2 separate regions of the Sus scrofa genome follow, and region 2 is linked to region 1. Evidence: chromatin contacts called from public Hi-C data. All regions are on one chromosome and are shown on one strand. Each heading gives the region's core, a stretch centred on a gene start, on an enhancer-like site or on the middle of the called end of the contact. The rest is flanking DNA. Distances are from core to core; before and after follow the strand shown. Region 1 has its middle 38 kb from the start of CD28. Region 2 has its middle 69 kb from the start of CTLA4.

The links. A called contact is a pair of places that touch in the nucleus more often than the background predicts.
Region 2: a contact with region 1 is called in a Hi-C map of liver, with 4 times the contacts expected there. The contact joins two enhancer-like sites. A contact is called at or near these places in 8 of 47 Hi-C or Micro-C datasets (embryonic fibroblasts, fetal skeletal muscle, fibroblasts and 3 more) and 1 of 2 datasets of contacts at active chromatin or transcription factors (skeletal muscle).

The regions. Positions count from the first base shown.
Region 1 is chr15:107,086,548-107,094,262 of Sscrofa11.1, reverse strand. No RefSeq gene overlaps it. Among named protein-coding and RNA genes, the nearest start is that of CD28, 38 kb to the left of the region's middle. Within about 2 kb of position 6,237, at least 29 of the 83 cell types and tissues checked have an H3K27ac peak or open chromatin away from gene starts, as enhancers often do. A contact at or near this core is called in liver, where this site is marked.
Region 2 is chr15:107,210,165-107,217,111 of Sscrofa11.1, reverse strand. No RefSeq gene overlaps it. Among named protein-coding and RNA genes, the nearest start is that of CTLA4, 69 kb to the left of the region's middle. Within about 2 kb of position 1,376, at least 10 of the 83 cell types and tissues checked have an H3K27ac peak or open chromatin away from gene starts, as enhancers often do. A contact at or near this core is called in liver, where this site is marked.

The DNA of each region.
Region 1 (7,715 bases), core at 4,988-7,487:
TCTCCAAGTCCATGATTTTCTTTTCTGTGGAAAGGTTCATTTGTGCCATATATTAGATTCCGGATATAAGCGATACTTCAACAGTTTGACATCTCCTAGCACATAAAAAGGTGGGTTACTGGAGATACTAATATACTCACATTTAATCTTTTCATGCTTTTGATCTCTAAGAGAAGTTAAGAAGTGACAACTGCCAGACAACATCAAATGACTGATCATCTAGTGTGACATTTTGTCTCTGTAAGTACAGGAGATATGGACTCTGTGAAGCCATAATGGTGTAGGGTAAATGCTCTTCTTCTATTTTCTGTCTCAGAAAGAGGTGCAGTTCCCCTACTAAAGGCAAACCTCCTCTTATGTGATCTTGATTCTACTTTTTCCCATTTCTTCTGGGAGCTTTTGAGCCATCCCTTACCCCAACCCCATCCCACCCCCAGCCATTTACCTACACCACAGCCCAAATCTTACAAATGTCTTCTTTCAACCCTCAGCAATTGTTTAATCCCTCTTCATCAGATGTCTTGGAATCTATACTCTCTGCCTCCACTTCCTCATTTATCCCAAATCAAGCATTGCAATTTGACTTCAAACCCCATAGTTACAAACCGGAACACTCTTTACTCAAGGACACCAACATCCTAACAATCAGTACCACCAGCTGCTTCTTAGTCCTCATTCCTATCGGCTCCTCTTCCCATGTGAAACTGGTACCATCCCAGTCTAGGTTCCCTCTTTGCATTCTTTACTATCTTCTCCCATCTGGCTCTGGTTTCTCCTGTCTCTTGTCTCCTCTGCAGAATCCACGCTCTCTTCTTGTCCTACAAATAAAGGCATTATGCATGGATCTGCCCTAAGCCTCTCATCTTCCTGCACTTCGTTCATCTGATGATCCTTTATAGACAAAAAATTCCCAAGTGTGCCAGCTCTGAGCAGGGCTCCAGGTCCACACTTCTCACTTCTTGCTTAAGAGCACACCTACATTGATCTCACACCCAGTGTGTCCAGACTAAACTTAATGTTCTGCCAAGCCTGCTCCTCTTTCCCAGACACTAGGAGAGAAATTGAGTCATCGTCAATTATTTCCTCTTTCCAAACTTGCACATTTAGTTACTGTGTCCTATAGATTCTTACACATTCCTACTATCACCACTTCCTTTGAATTGTTCCAAAAGCTCAGAGGTGGTTGCCCTATCCAGTCTCTTTCTCTTCTGACCCCCAATATACCCTATACACTGCTTCCAAAGTTACCTATCAAAATAAGGTTCTTATGGAATCACTCCCCTACAACATGAAGCAAATACCTTAATGTTCTATTCAAGCCCCTATAAAATGGCCCTGTCTCATTGTAACAGCGCATGCATCCTCCCCTACAGTGATACTGGACAATTCAACCACAGAAGTACCACTTTGTCATGGCTCATGGCTGTGACTTCTGCCTGAAGTGTTTTCCACTTCCCAAATCCTCTCCATCCATTAAATGTAAGGAACATTTCAATTTCTGCCTCTTCTATGAAGACTTCTCTGTTCTCTTAGTATTTCCCTTCTTTATGGGACTTAGAACTCTGTTACACTGAGGTAAGGACATGTTTTAATAGGCTTACAAGTGTGCGTGGAGATTCTGTTTTGTGCCAAACACTGTATTCAGGATCTAAAGGATACCGTCCCTGCCTTCAGGAAGCTTCTGCTAATGAGGGAGAGAGCACACTTAGCATACCAGGTTGTAGTCATGAGTGTGTGTTTTGTGCTGGAGCTGCTCCCACAGGCAACAGGGAAAGGAGCACTTAACCCAGCCTGGGGCAACAGGATGACTTTCCAGAAGAGCAACGCCTGAGCTGAGCTTGGACAGAAGGATAGCTATGGAGGAAAAGATGGGCATGAAGTATGTTCCAGAAATAGAAAACATCATAGAGAAAGGCATGAGAGACCATGTTCCATTTTAGGAATTCAGGTAAATCAGTTGCCTGGAGGGACATAAAGTGTGTTGGAATGGTGAGGCAAGAAGCTCCAGAGGTAGGCGGGGACTAGGTTGCAAAGAACCTTGAGTGCCTATAGCAGTTATCTATTGCCATGATGACGCTGCATAACAAATCATCTGCAAGCCCTGTGGCTTAAAACAACAGCCATTTATTATTGCTCACAAGCCTATAGTTCAGCTGGGGTGCTCTTCTGGTCTCACGTGGTGTCACTCACATGTCTACAGGCAGAAGTGTACCCTGGGGAAGCCCTTCCACTGATCTTGGCTGAGTGTTCTCACATGTTTGGAGTTGGCTGGCAGTCAGCTGGCTTAATAGAGCCTTGGCTCTTTTCTACTTGTTTCCAGCATCTGCACAAGGTTAGCCTGGGCATGTTCATGACAAAAGAGAGATGAGAAAGAGAATACACCCAGTCGTGCAAGAGACAAGAGAAAACACACATGTTTTTCCAGCCTCTGCTTGCCATCATGTTTGCTAACATTCCAGGGACCAGTACAAGTCACACGGACGTACCCAGAGTCCAACTGGAGGTTATTACAAAGATAGGGAGCAAAGGCTGGACATTGGGATGAGCCATTAATGCAATCAATCTACCATAGCGCCCTATAAAGGAGTTTGAGTGTTTGTATTTAGACACATGTCACCATTCCTACCGATTCTGAAATCTTGAGTCTAGAGATTGTATTTTATTCATTACTCTATCACCAATAGCAGTATAATTATATACACAAATATACACTCAAAAAATTTTGGTCAGGTACAACTGAATCACTACTTTTCATAATTTATTTCATATACACCATCCCTGAATTTCCTAAACTCTTTTTAAATCTATTTATATTTTAATCTATATCATCCTTGGAGTCCATGGTTCTATATATTTATTATCTGCTGTGCAATCTTCATTGCCTAAGTACCATCTCCTTCAAGCTTAGCCAGGAAAATTCCAATGTTAAAAGGAATGGCAAAAACAAAACAAAACAAAAAACAACTGTGGGTTTTTTCCTCATGCTCTTCCTAATTTTGCAAATTTCAAAGTGACCCTTACTCTTCTAGAGGAAATATTTCAAACTTTTCAGCCTGCCCTCCAGCTGTTTAAACAGTGTTCTCTCTGTACCCTTCTCTCAATCTTGGGAGGAGTAACTAGAAGTGCCTTCAGGATTCCAGGGAAAAATACTTTGGTTTGGGTTTGAGGTTTCCCAACTATTACAGACTCTGGATACCAAATGGATAAATTGAGCCAGAGTCATTTATAATGAAGCACTGAGAAACAAGCCACCTAAATCCCCATTCTGGGCATAGCCTGCCTCCTTGTGCCCTCATCCCTGTCCCCAACAGTTCCATTCACAGTGCACATCTAGAAGTCCTGCACAGGAGAGTAGCCTTTCCCTGGGTGCCAAGTGGCAAATACCTTACAGCCATCTTTGCCTCCTCTTTTTCTTTCACATTCCGTATTCAATCCAGCAGCAAATCACGTCAGCTCTATCTTTAAAATTCATCCAGAATCTGACCACGTCTCAGCACAGCCACCACTGCTACCCTGGTCCAAGCCACCACCATTCCTCACCTGGATTATAGAAAACAGCCTCCTAACCACACTCCCTGCCCCCATGTCTCCCACACAGCAACCAAAATAGAAGCCTGGGCATGTCCCTCCTCTGCTCAAAACTCTCCAGTGGATTCCTCTCACAGTGATCTGCAAGGACCAACATGATTCTCCCCAAACCCTTCATCTTATCAAGTACCAGTGCCATCTTGTCTCACTCTGATACAGTCACAGTGGTCTTCTTATTGCTATTGAGCTTGCCGATCATTCTGCCACCTCGGTCAGGTTCATTGCCTTTGATGTTCTTCATCCTGGAACAGAGTTGCCACACCCATATGGCTCACCAGTTCTCTGTTCAAACTTCACCTTGTCAGCTGTCCTTCCCTACCTGCCCATTAGGAATTAGCACTGGTGGCTCCTTCTCACCCTGTGACTCTCTATTCCTCCCCATTTGCCATGTCATATATTTATTTGTATACTTGTTTATTATTTGGCTCCCCCACTAAAATTTAAGATCAGTGACAATGGGAACATATCTGTCTTATTTGCTATTTTATTCCCGGAGCCTAGGATTTAGATTTGGTATGTGGTAGACTATCAACAAATGTTTGAACCAGGTAGTTTTATCCCAACCACACTGCATGTAAGCATTAGGCACAGGCTAACTCCGAAATATGTTGGGTTTTATTTATCCCTTCCCCTTCTGGCCCATTTCTCAAAACTACTCAGACTTACATTTGCTAATCATACTAAGAAAGTTGAGGAATGAATTCTGCAGTATTTGGGATCAACTTCAAACATATGCTTTAAAAAAAAAAAGAAAGAAAGAAAGTTTCCCATCCAAATTCCTAAATTCATGTGCATATGAATAAAATAAACCTGCCTAATCACCTTCAAATCACTTGGGTAGCTTTGAACATAGAGTGATAATGCCACAAGCTTCTCTAAATGCATGCCAGGCACTTGCCAACTGGATCCTTCCTTTAATACCCAACAACTGACAACTTTGAAGTATACATATTTAATATTTTCCACATATCCACATCTAAATAATCAAACTATAAAATCCACTGGAATTCTTGATTAATTATCCAGACTTTACCAAGCTACGTCATGTCTAAGTGCTCCCCACCCCCGCCCAAGCAGCCAACCCTGAATGTCACTAACATGAAAAGCATTGTCACCCACCCAGAGAAGCCTAAATATTTGCTTTAATCTGCTAGGGGAGGGCCATTTGGGCAGTTCCCTCAGATGCATTTCTCTTTTCTCCATCTGCTCTTCCTTTTATCCTGATTTACCTTGCAAGTACATAAGGCAATGGTTTTCAAACTGGATGCTATGGCACCCCAGAATCTGAACACTTTACCAAATTTTGAAAAAAAATCATATCTGCTGCCACTGAGTACACATACTGTTACTGAGATGCCAGGATTCATCTTGCAAAGAGTAATAGCAGGACCAGCCACAAAGAAAGACGGTATATTTTCTGAAACATGTAAACAGTTTGTTCCACAAACATATCAGACATCAAGTTCAGGGCAGTAAACAGCTGTCCTTGAACCTAGACAGAGCACCGAAAAGCAATCACACAAGCTGTGCTCTGCTCTAGTTATTTTTATGGACACCATGAGATCGGTTTTATCATACTTGAGATGGTGGCATAGTTTTGATTCTTTGAAGCCCTTCATTTGTGTTTCCAACAATTCCAGCACTTGAAAGTATGCTACAAACACAGAAGATTGAGAACCTTCAATACAACAGAAGGCTTTATACTTTTGTAAAAGACCTGGGGATACATACAGATTTGGGTTATCTATGATTATCTGATTTTGGTTATGTGAACCTACTCCTTCAGAGGAAATATGAAATTAAGCGAACGCTTTAATTTAAGGACAGATTCTGCATCCCAGAGGCAATTTTCAGAAATAAAGTCAAAGTAAATTAGACCAACCCTAAATCTAACATCTCCATCAGAAGACATTATATGATCCTAGATACTCTCTTTATTGCAGCTTGTGCTCTGCGACATAACTATCTCTCAGGATGCCAAAAAGAGGAGACTGTGAACATCAGAGAGCTCAAAATTTCCCAAAGTGTTCCTCTTCCCTCTGTTTTCCATCTTCCAACTAAATCGTATTGGCAGCCCTTTTCTCCCCTGAAGGTTTGTGTCTGAACCTGATACAGGGCTGGGGCCTCTTTTGGAGTAAGCTTTTGCTTCAATAAGTTGTATCACAGAAATAAATGTGAGAGCTTCCCGTCCCTGCCAATCATATCCATTCAAAATAATAGCACTTGCCAGGACCGGAGGTTGTGGGGAGGGAAGAAAGAGGAGAGCAGGGAGGAGGTAATGTCAGGAATTGTTCCCTTGCAGCTGGTATTGCTCAGTAACAACTGTTCCTGCAAAACAAAAGATCACTTCAGAAAGCCAGACAGACAGAGGCCAACAGAAAGAGATCATTATAATCACATGTTAGAATCAAACAGCTTGAATTACTTTGTTCAAGCCTCTTTAAGTTTCCTCGCTGTTTCATATAAACGTAACAATTCGACATACTCTACTATAAATACTATAGCATCAATATAATGACAAAGAAATCATCCTTCCAAACATCTACCAATTAACAGGTTTCTTTTCTGCTTAGCTTCCTCCATCCTGGGGAGAAAAGATTAAAGATGTTCTAACACAGGGAGGCAGTGTAGCACAGTGGTGAAGAGCACAGGCTTGTCCCCAGAGCAGGATACTGTCCCAGCTTTGCTTCTTATCTGTGTGACCTTGGGCAAGTTTCTCAACCTCTCCAAAGGCTTAGTTTTCTCCATTGCTAAATGAAGATTGAAACTCATCTCCTTGATGGGATTGTGAGAATTAAGAGAAATTGCATGTGAAACACTGAGCACAGCACCTGATCCCCTAAAGACCATGTAGTAAGTGTTTGTTGTTTGGAGTCAATAAATAGGTGAAGAAACAAATACGTCATTTTCCCCTTTGGACTTCTCATTTTCTATCCTCATCCCACCCCCAATCTAAGCCAAAAAGAGGGAAGTCTTTGGAAGTAGTTGTGGCACGCTTGTCAGGTCAGATTGCCAAAGGAGAATGTGATGTCTAATTGGCTGGTCTTAGCTTTGCTGTTGGATCAAAGACCTGCTCCACAGCTGTCCTTCCCTCACCCTTCTCATATGTCCCCTCCCGTCACACAGCAGCCACTGGGCCTGTCCATGTGGGAGATGACTATTACGTGCCAGCAGTTAGGTAGGTCCCGTTCAGGAAGTAAGAATTACCCAACTTTTATGTAGAGACAGTGTCCTGGGGCAAAGTCACAGTGATAACAAGGAGACAGGTGTTGGGGGTGGGGTAGGAAAGAGGCTTTTTTTTGTCGGGGGAGGGGGGGAGTATCTTTTTTTTCTTAATAGACAAATATGTGAAGTGTTCCTAGCTTTAGATCTTAGCTTTTTCCTTAAGATGTTTACTTAACTGTCTATAACTTCTTCAACACAACATCAAGACTGACCACATCCCACATAATCAGAAAAAGACAAGGGAACACTCCTTAGGTCTATGTGAACGATGGAACCAAGGAGGAATTTTACAATTATAGGTTTCCTCTGACGAAAGAACCAAAAGGTCCTCTGCACACCAAACTCATTTCATGACCGCTTTGGCCTCAGAAGAAGTGGGTGGCACAGTCACTTTCAGTGGTTTATGGGCTATTCCAATGTCCGCATCAGGGAAAAGAAATCTGGTCACGTGCAAAACCCCAACTGCTGATTCGAATGAGTTGCTGTGACAATGTTTTAAAAAATGCTTCCTAAAGGAATACAGCATGCACCCACGTGAAGGTATTTGCCTGTGTCAGAAGTTGCAGAAGTGCTAAGTGACACTGAGCTCAGCTGGCCTAAAGCCAAGTGAAGTATTTCACCCTGAAGGAAATTATAGTGCTGTCATTGTGTTGTAATCAGCCTCTATAAAATGAAGCATTGTGTTTCTGCTGAGTCGTGAGCAGAAAAAAATGATGCAGGATCTGGCTTCCTTAGGGGAAGAGGGAGAGTGTATCTCTGCATCCACAGAAGAGGATATTCCATTTGGTCTCCTGAAGTATATATTTTGCTCATCTTTTTTTTTTTTTTTTTAATTCTGCCTTTTCAAAGGGAGTTGTCTCTGACCCAAAATTGCAACACTCACTATGTGCAGAAGATGTTGC
Region 2 (6,947 bases), core at 127-2,626, 130 kb before region 1:
ACTGACTCTCTAGGTCTATGGATTTGTCTATTCTGGCCTTTTCATAGTAATCATACAACAGGTGGTCTGGGTAACTGGCTTCTCTCAGTCAGCAAAATGTTTCCAAGATTCATTCATGTTGTAACATGTTTCAGAACTTCAATCCTTTTTGTGGCCAAATAATATTGTTTTTATATAGCGATGCTACATTATTTTTCGCCATCCATCCATCCATACATTTCTTTCCACCTTTTGACTGTTATGATTAGTGCTGTTATGAACATCCCTGGTGCAAGAGGTACATGATGGTACAAGCTTTTCTCTTGCTGCTTTCAATACTCTCTTCTGTCTTTGTTTTTCAAAAGTTTGACTACGACGTATGTATCTAAACTCAAAACTCCATCTTTTTGAGTTTATCCTGTCTGGAGACTTTTAAGCTTCTTAAATGTGTAGATAAATGTTTTTCATCAAATTTGGAAAGTTTTTTAAATTATTTCATGGAATATTCTTTCTATCCCTATATCTTTCTCCTCCCATTCTGGGATCTCCGTTATGTACATGTTGATCTGCTTGATAGAATCCTATGGGTCTCTGGGGACACTTGTGTTCTTTTCTCTTTTCCTTTCTGTTGTACAAATAAGATAATCTCAATTAGCTTGCTTTCAAGTTCACTAATTCTTTCTTCTTCCAATTCAGAACTGCTCTTGATCCCCTCTAGTGATTTTTTGATTTCAATTATTGTACTTTTCAACTCCAGAATTTCTTTTGTTTTTAATTTTTTTAAAAAAGTTAACATATCCAGAATTCCTATTTGGTTCTTTCATTATAATTCCTAACTCTTTATTAATTTTCTGTATTTTGTGAGCCATCATTCTCATACTTTCCTTTAATTCTTTAGACATGGTTTTCTTTATATCTTTGAACATATTTATGGCTGCTAATTCTTTTAACATATTTATGGTTACTAAGTCTTTGTGTAGTAAGTACAACATCTGGGCTTCCTCAGGGCAATTTCTACTGGCTGTTTTTGTTTGTTTGTTTTTCTGTGTGTTGGTTATATTTTTTTGTTTCTTTGCCTGTCTCATATTTTTTTTTTTTTTTTTTTTGCTAAAAGCTGAACATTTTAAATAACATAATGTGCCACCTCTGGAAGTCAGATTCCCCTACTTTCCAGGGTTTGTTGCTGTTGTTTGTTTGATGACTTTCATGAACTTATTCTGCAAAGTCTGTATCCTTTGTCCCATGCAGCCACTGGAGTCTCTGCTCTGTTAGCTTAGTGATCAGTTAATAATTAGACAGAAATTTCCTTAAATGCCTTGAACCAATGAGCCTCCAAGACCTTGCCTACAGGCTGTGTGTTTGTGTTGGGGCACACCTTCAACACTCTAGCAGAACATTACCAGCTATGTTTTTGCTTTCATTTCCTGCTTGTACAGAGCCTTGAGATCAACGCAAGGGGAGAGCTAGGGCCTTCGAGGACTTTCTTGAGTATATGCACAGCCCTGTTCTGTATTCGCTGGAATATATCAGAACCTTTAAAAATCCCCTGAGGACATTTAATTAACCAGTTTTTCCTCTTCAATTTTGTGGTCCTCCTTGGAGTCCCAGAATCTTGCTGTTTTTACTTAAGATTTGGCTATTTTGCTTTAATAAATACTCCTTGGATTATTGTAAGCCTTTAATTAATTTTCAGAGTTCTAAAAAAGCTGATATTGACAGTTCTTATTGCTTGTATGGAAGTGCAGATTTTTTTTTTAAAGTCTTTATTACACCATTCATTCAGTGCCTCCCACTCCTTGTTTGTTTTTGCGTTTATTTTACCCTTTGGCCTCCTCTAAATACCACCCCAACTCTGTGCAAGCATAAACCCAGAATTTCAGGGTAATTAAGCTCAAAGAAAAACCTCAACAATGAAGGGCTGGTGACAGTCCTTCAGATGAACGATTCTGACAGGCATTCTGTATGCTTCTCCCAGGTTCCGGGACAATCTGGCCCATTGCTTAATGTGCCTCAATAATATACTCTTATGCGAGCTCTTCCTCCTTTCCCACCTCACTGTCTCCACTCCTTCACTCCTGCTTCTGAGGATCATCTCCCAAATAAACTACCCATACCCTAGTTCTTACCTTAGGCTCTGCTTCAGAGAGGACCCAAACTAAAGCACTTATCACTTCTGGCAAACAGCACATAATTGTGGCACTCATGAACTATTATGTGCTTTGCTTCACCAAAATTGGCTGTGTTTTATCAAATCTGGATACATTCAATGGAAGTAGCACCTGTGTATCCCAGCATCACAGGAGGGTAGGCATTAAGAATAGCAGTTCTAAAACACAACAATTTCTAGGACAGAAAAAGAGCTGCCAGCACATGGATTGGGCGGGGGGGCAGGGACAGGATATCTCCGTATGTCACAATCCCTTTGCTCCCTAAATTAGATTTTATAACTAGAAAGGCAGCTTCCCTTGCACTAAATTCATCCTGCAATTAACAAGAATGAGGTCTGGGCAAGTTTTCTTGGTTGAGCCCTCAGATAATAACCACAGGGCAATGATGATGATGATCATTATGCTGAGAATAACAGAAATAATAGTTACCATTTTTGACAGCTGGCCATTCCAAGAACTCTCCATACTCGCTTAAAGTTTAGTCAACTCCAGCTAATAAGAGTTACCACCTGATGGGAATATGTGTCTGAGCTGCCTTCCTTTACTGGGTGCCAGAAGGCCATGGTGTTTATTTAAATTGAATTCGGATTTACATAAAGTACACGTGTATCCCCTGACTTTCAAATGTTCTTTTAACTATATAAACCTCATTTGCAGCATCCTTCCATCTGGAGATCCTTGTTGCTATTCCAAGTGGCCATGGGATGCATTAGGCCCTGGCACACATGATTACTGTTACCAGGTACTTACAGAAAAACCAGCACCAGCAGTTTCTATCAAGAAGCCTAAACGACAGACTTTGGAAAGATTTGAAGGGTCCATGTCTTTGCCTCACTTGTAAAAGGTGATTCTCTTACAAGAAAGAAGGCTTTCAGCCACCTCTGGGCAAGGGATCTGGCCTGTCTCAGCAGCAGAATTAATGAAAATATAGGCTATCCCGATTTAGAAATCAAAGGCATCTTTCAATTAAGGATTTGACAAAGGTAACAAATATTAGCTTTAAAATTGTACAGAAATACTGAGTCTACTTTTTGGGATAAAACACACACAGTGTTTTACGCTGTTAATTATAAGTGGTTAATTTTAAGTGGCATTTAACACACTCTGGTGCTAATTTCTCCTCAGTGGAATAGTTGTGAAACCTTTTGGCGAGGGTAATAATAATAAGAGCAATAACAGGTTCTATTTTTTTAGTACCTATTACGCTCCAAGAACTTTGTATTCATTATCCTTCTTACCCTTCAGAAATACTCTGTAACAGGATAACTAGTACTCCATAGGATCCCCATTTTACACATAAGGAAACTGCTGTTTACAGAGGTTAAATTGCCTAACTTAGTGAATGAATCTATGAATGAATGAACAAAAGAGAGTGAATGAAAGAAATTAATTATTTTAATGAAAGGGGATGTGGACTGTTCTAAAGTTGGTCTGGTAATGTTTCTACTATTTTCATATTGGTTTAGAAATAACAACGTTTTTTTCTTCTCTTCAATGCCTCATGCCAGGTTGAAATTTTCCTGATAGTGGATCCAAAATTTCACAGAATTCTCATATTTTTCTGTCTGCAATTTCTTACAGATTTTTTCTGAAAACATATTTTTGACCCAACTAAAGACAATTTACTGACAATATATATATTTATATATTTCTGCCCTTATTTAATATTTCACAAATCCATGTAACTCCAGAAATAGTCAAAGAATGACCTCTACACAATACTTATAAAGGCTTTGTGTCAAAATTAACTTTAGCACTTGAATTAGAAAAGTATTTTTTAAGTTTTTTAGATTTTTTTGTTATAAAAATATTGCCAACTAATTATAAAAAGTTTAACAAAACAGAAAATAATAGAAAGTACTATTTATAAACACATATGATATCTCTTTTGAAAGACAGCCACTGTTAGCATTGTGTTGTACAATATTTCCTTCTAGTCTTTCTATGCATAATTTTTGATTTCCTTCTTTATTCTTTCTTTCCTTTTTTTTTTTTTTTTTTTTTTTTTAGGGAAGGTAAGGTTATTTCCAGTCTATCATTCTTTGTTTCTGTTAACATTTAAATTTGAGAAGTTTGGGGCCACCTTTTAAACATCTTTTTTAATGAAATATGAAAAAGATATCTATTGCTATATTATTTGAGACAAAATCTGTACATCCAGCAATTGGAGCATTTAAGGATATCTACTTGAAAGTATGTAATGCAAAGAATGTAGATAGATGTATTTCCTTAGGTGCAGACTGACCATAGGTCATCTTAACTTTAACAGGTTTGATTTTTTAAAAAATTGTTTCCTCACTAATATTTTTCTTTTTAAATAATTCATGTTCCCAGCTGCTCAAACATGCTGCTTGAGTATGAGAGAAGATACGGCAGATATTGCTAAGGTGTCTTCCAATTCTACAGCCAATCAAAGACCAAATTGCTAGTTTTTCCATGCTTATTGCAACAAGTGAAACAATAAAAAAGCTAAGCTAATTATATCCCTGTGCCAACAACTTCTCCATTTCCACCCCCCAAGATAACTGACAATAATAATCTGGTATGCACCTATCCTCCTTTTTCCTGGCTCATGATACCAGCACAAGCAAGTATAGAGATACACGTTGGAAATTCATACGGAAATATTTCTAGATAGTTATATGGCGTTTGGGATTTGCTTAAAATTATTTATTTATACAAAAATGCACACATATACATCCTCTAACATAAATAGAATTATATTTTGCATATTGGACCATTTTAGAAAAGTCTTTGGGGGGCTTTTACTTGGTTTCATTTTATTTATTTATTTATTTATTTATTTATTTATTTATTTATTTATTTATTTTGGGGGGGTTGTGGGGTTGTATCTTTGTTTGTTTTTGAACATGCCTGCAGCATGGCGAAATTTCCTGGGCCAGGGATCAAAGCCACACCACCGTAAAGTGACAATGCTGGCTCCTTAACCCACTGTGCCACAAGTGAACTCCTACTTATTTATCTGTATTGAAGTATAGTTGATTTACAGTGCTGTGTTAGTCTCTGGTGTACAGCAAAGTGATTCAATTATAGATATATACTTACATACTTATATATATTTATATACTTTTTCATATTCCATTATGTTTACTACAGGATTTTGGATATAGTTGCACATGTTATATAGTAGGATCTTGTTGTTCCTAGGAAAAGCTTTTTTATTTTTGCTGTTGCCTTTTTTTTTAACCTGCTTCTATCTCCACCCCCATTCCCTCTCCACTCACCTTTCTATCGCATGTTAACTATCAATGTGTACCCCTCTGCACTCTGCATATACTTATCTCCACACACAAGCATATTTATTCATATACACATATGTAATATTCATAAATCATCAGATATATAGCGGCTTTTTGGCATTGTTTGCTTTATAAAAATAGAGTCATAATATGCTATGATCCCTGTATCTTACTTTCCTTCTTTGGCAATACTCTGGCAATCCCTGGGAGTCAACAAATCAGTTGAATAAAATCACATTCCTTTTAATGACTGTGTGATATGCTATGAGGTGCATGTATTCTAACTTATTTATCCTTCTTTCCTATTCATTTGGCATTTACTTTGTTTCCAGGTTGTTGTCACTGTAGCAATGCCGGTTCCCCACAAGCAGATTGCTGGGTCAAAGGGCATATGAATTTTTTAGTTTTAAAAGAAAGATGTAACTAAATTACTTTCTTCAAAGACTGTAAGAATTTACAACATCAAGGCATAAGACTTTCCTTTACCCTGTGTCTCCATCATACCCATCAAACTAACAGTTCAAAAGAGCGATCTCTTATTTCTACTTTAATTTGTATTCTGCTAATTGGAGCACCTCGTTTTCTATTGACTATTTAGATTTACTCTTTTAAGAATTATTTATTTATATCATTTGCTCATTTGGGGGATAAGTTGTAGATAACCATCTGAATTATAAATATTTTTCCAACTCTGTCATTTGCTTTTTGAGTTTATGTTATCTTTTGCCTTGCAAAAGGATTTTTTATTATTATATCATCAAATTTATTTGTCTTTTATAGCTCCTATGTTGCCTGTCTCGTTAAGAAGGTTTCATCATCTCCCAAATTATGAGTAGTCTCCTAGATTTTTTCTAATTTTTTTACTTTTTAATTTTGTTACATTTATGTCTTTAATTCATCTGAAATTAATTTTTGTACACACTATGAGATAGAGGTTTACCATTATTTTCTTTCAGGTAGATAATTAATGGTTTTACTTCCTTTAATTAAATAACTTATACTTTTCCACTGAATTGAATATCATATCCAATATAGTGATAGCTGGCATCCCTGTATCGTTTCTTATTTCAACTGAAGATATTTTGGTGTATTTCTACTTGTAATTATAGCTGCTATTAGCTTTTAGAAAATAGCCTTTATCATATTTGAACAATCTCACTTTATTCCTATTTTGCCTATAGTTTGTATTGGGAATGATTAATGCATATTATCAAATGTCTTTTCAGCATCTACTGATAATGATCTTATGCTATTTTCTCTTTCAATTTATTAACGAAATAAATGATGTTGACAGAGTCTTGTTTTATTGTTTTGTTTTGTTTTCTTTTTGGGGCCACACATGTGGCATATGCAAGTTCCCAGGCTAGGGTCAAATTGAAGTTACAGTTTCTGGCCTATACCACAGCCACAGCAATGAAGGATTGAAACCACGTTTCCAACATACCCAAAGCTCATGGCAATGCTGCATACTTAACACACTGAGGGAGGCCAGGGATTGAACCTGCATCCTCATGGATCCTAGTCGAGTTCGTTAACCAAT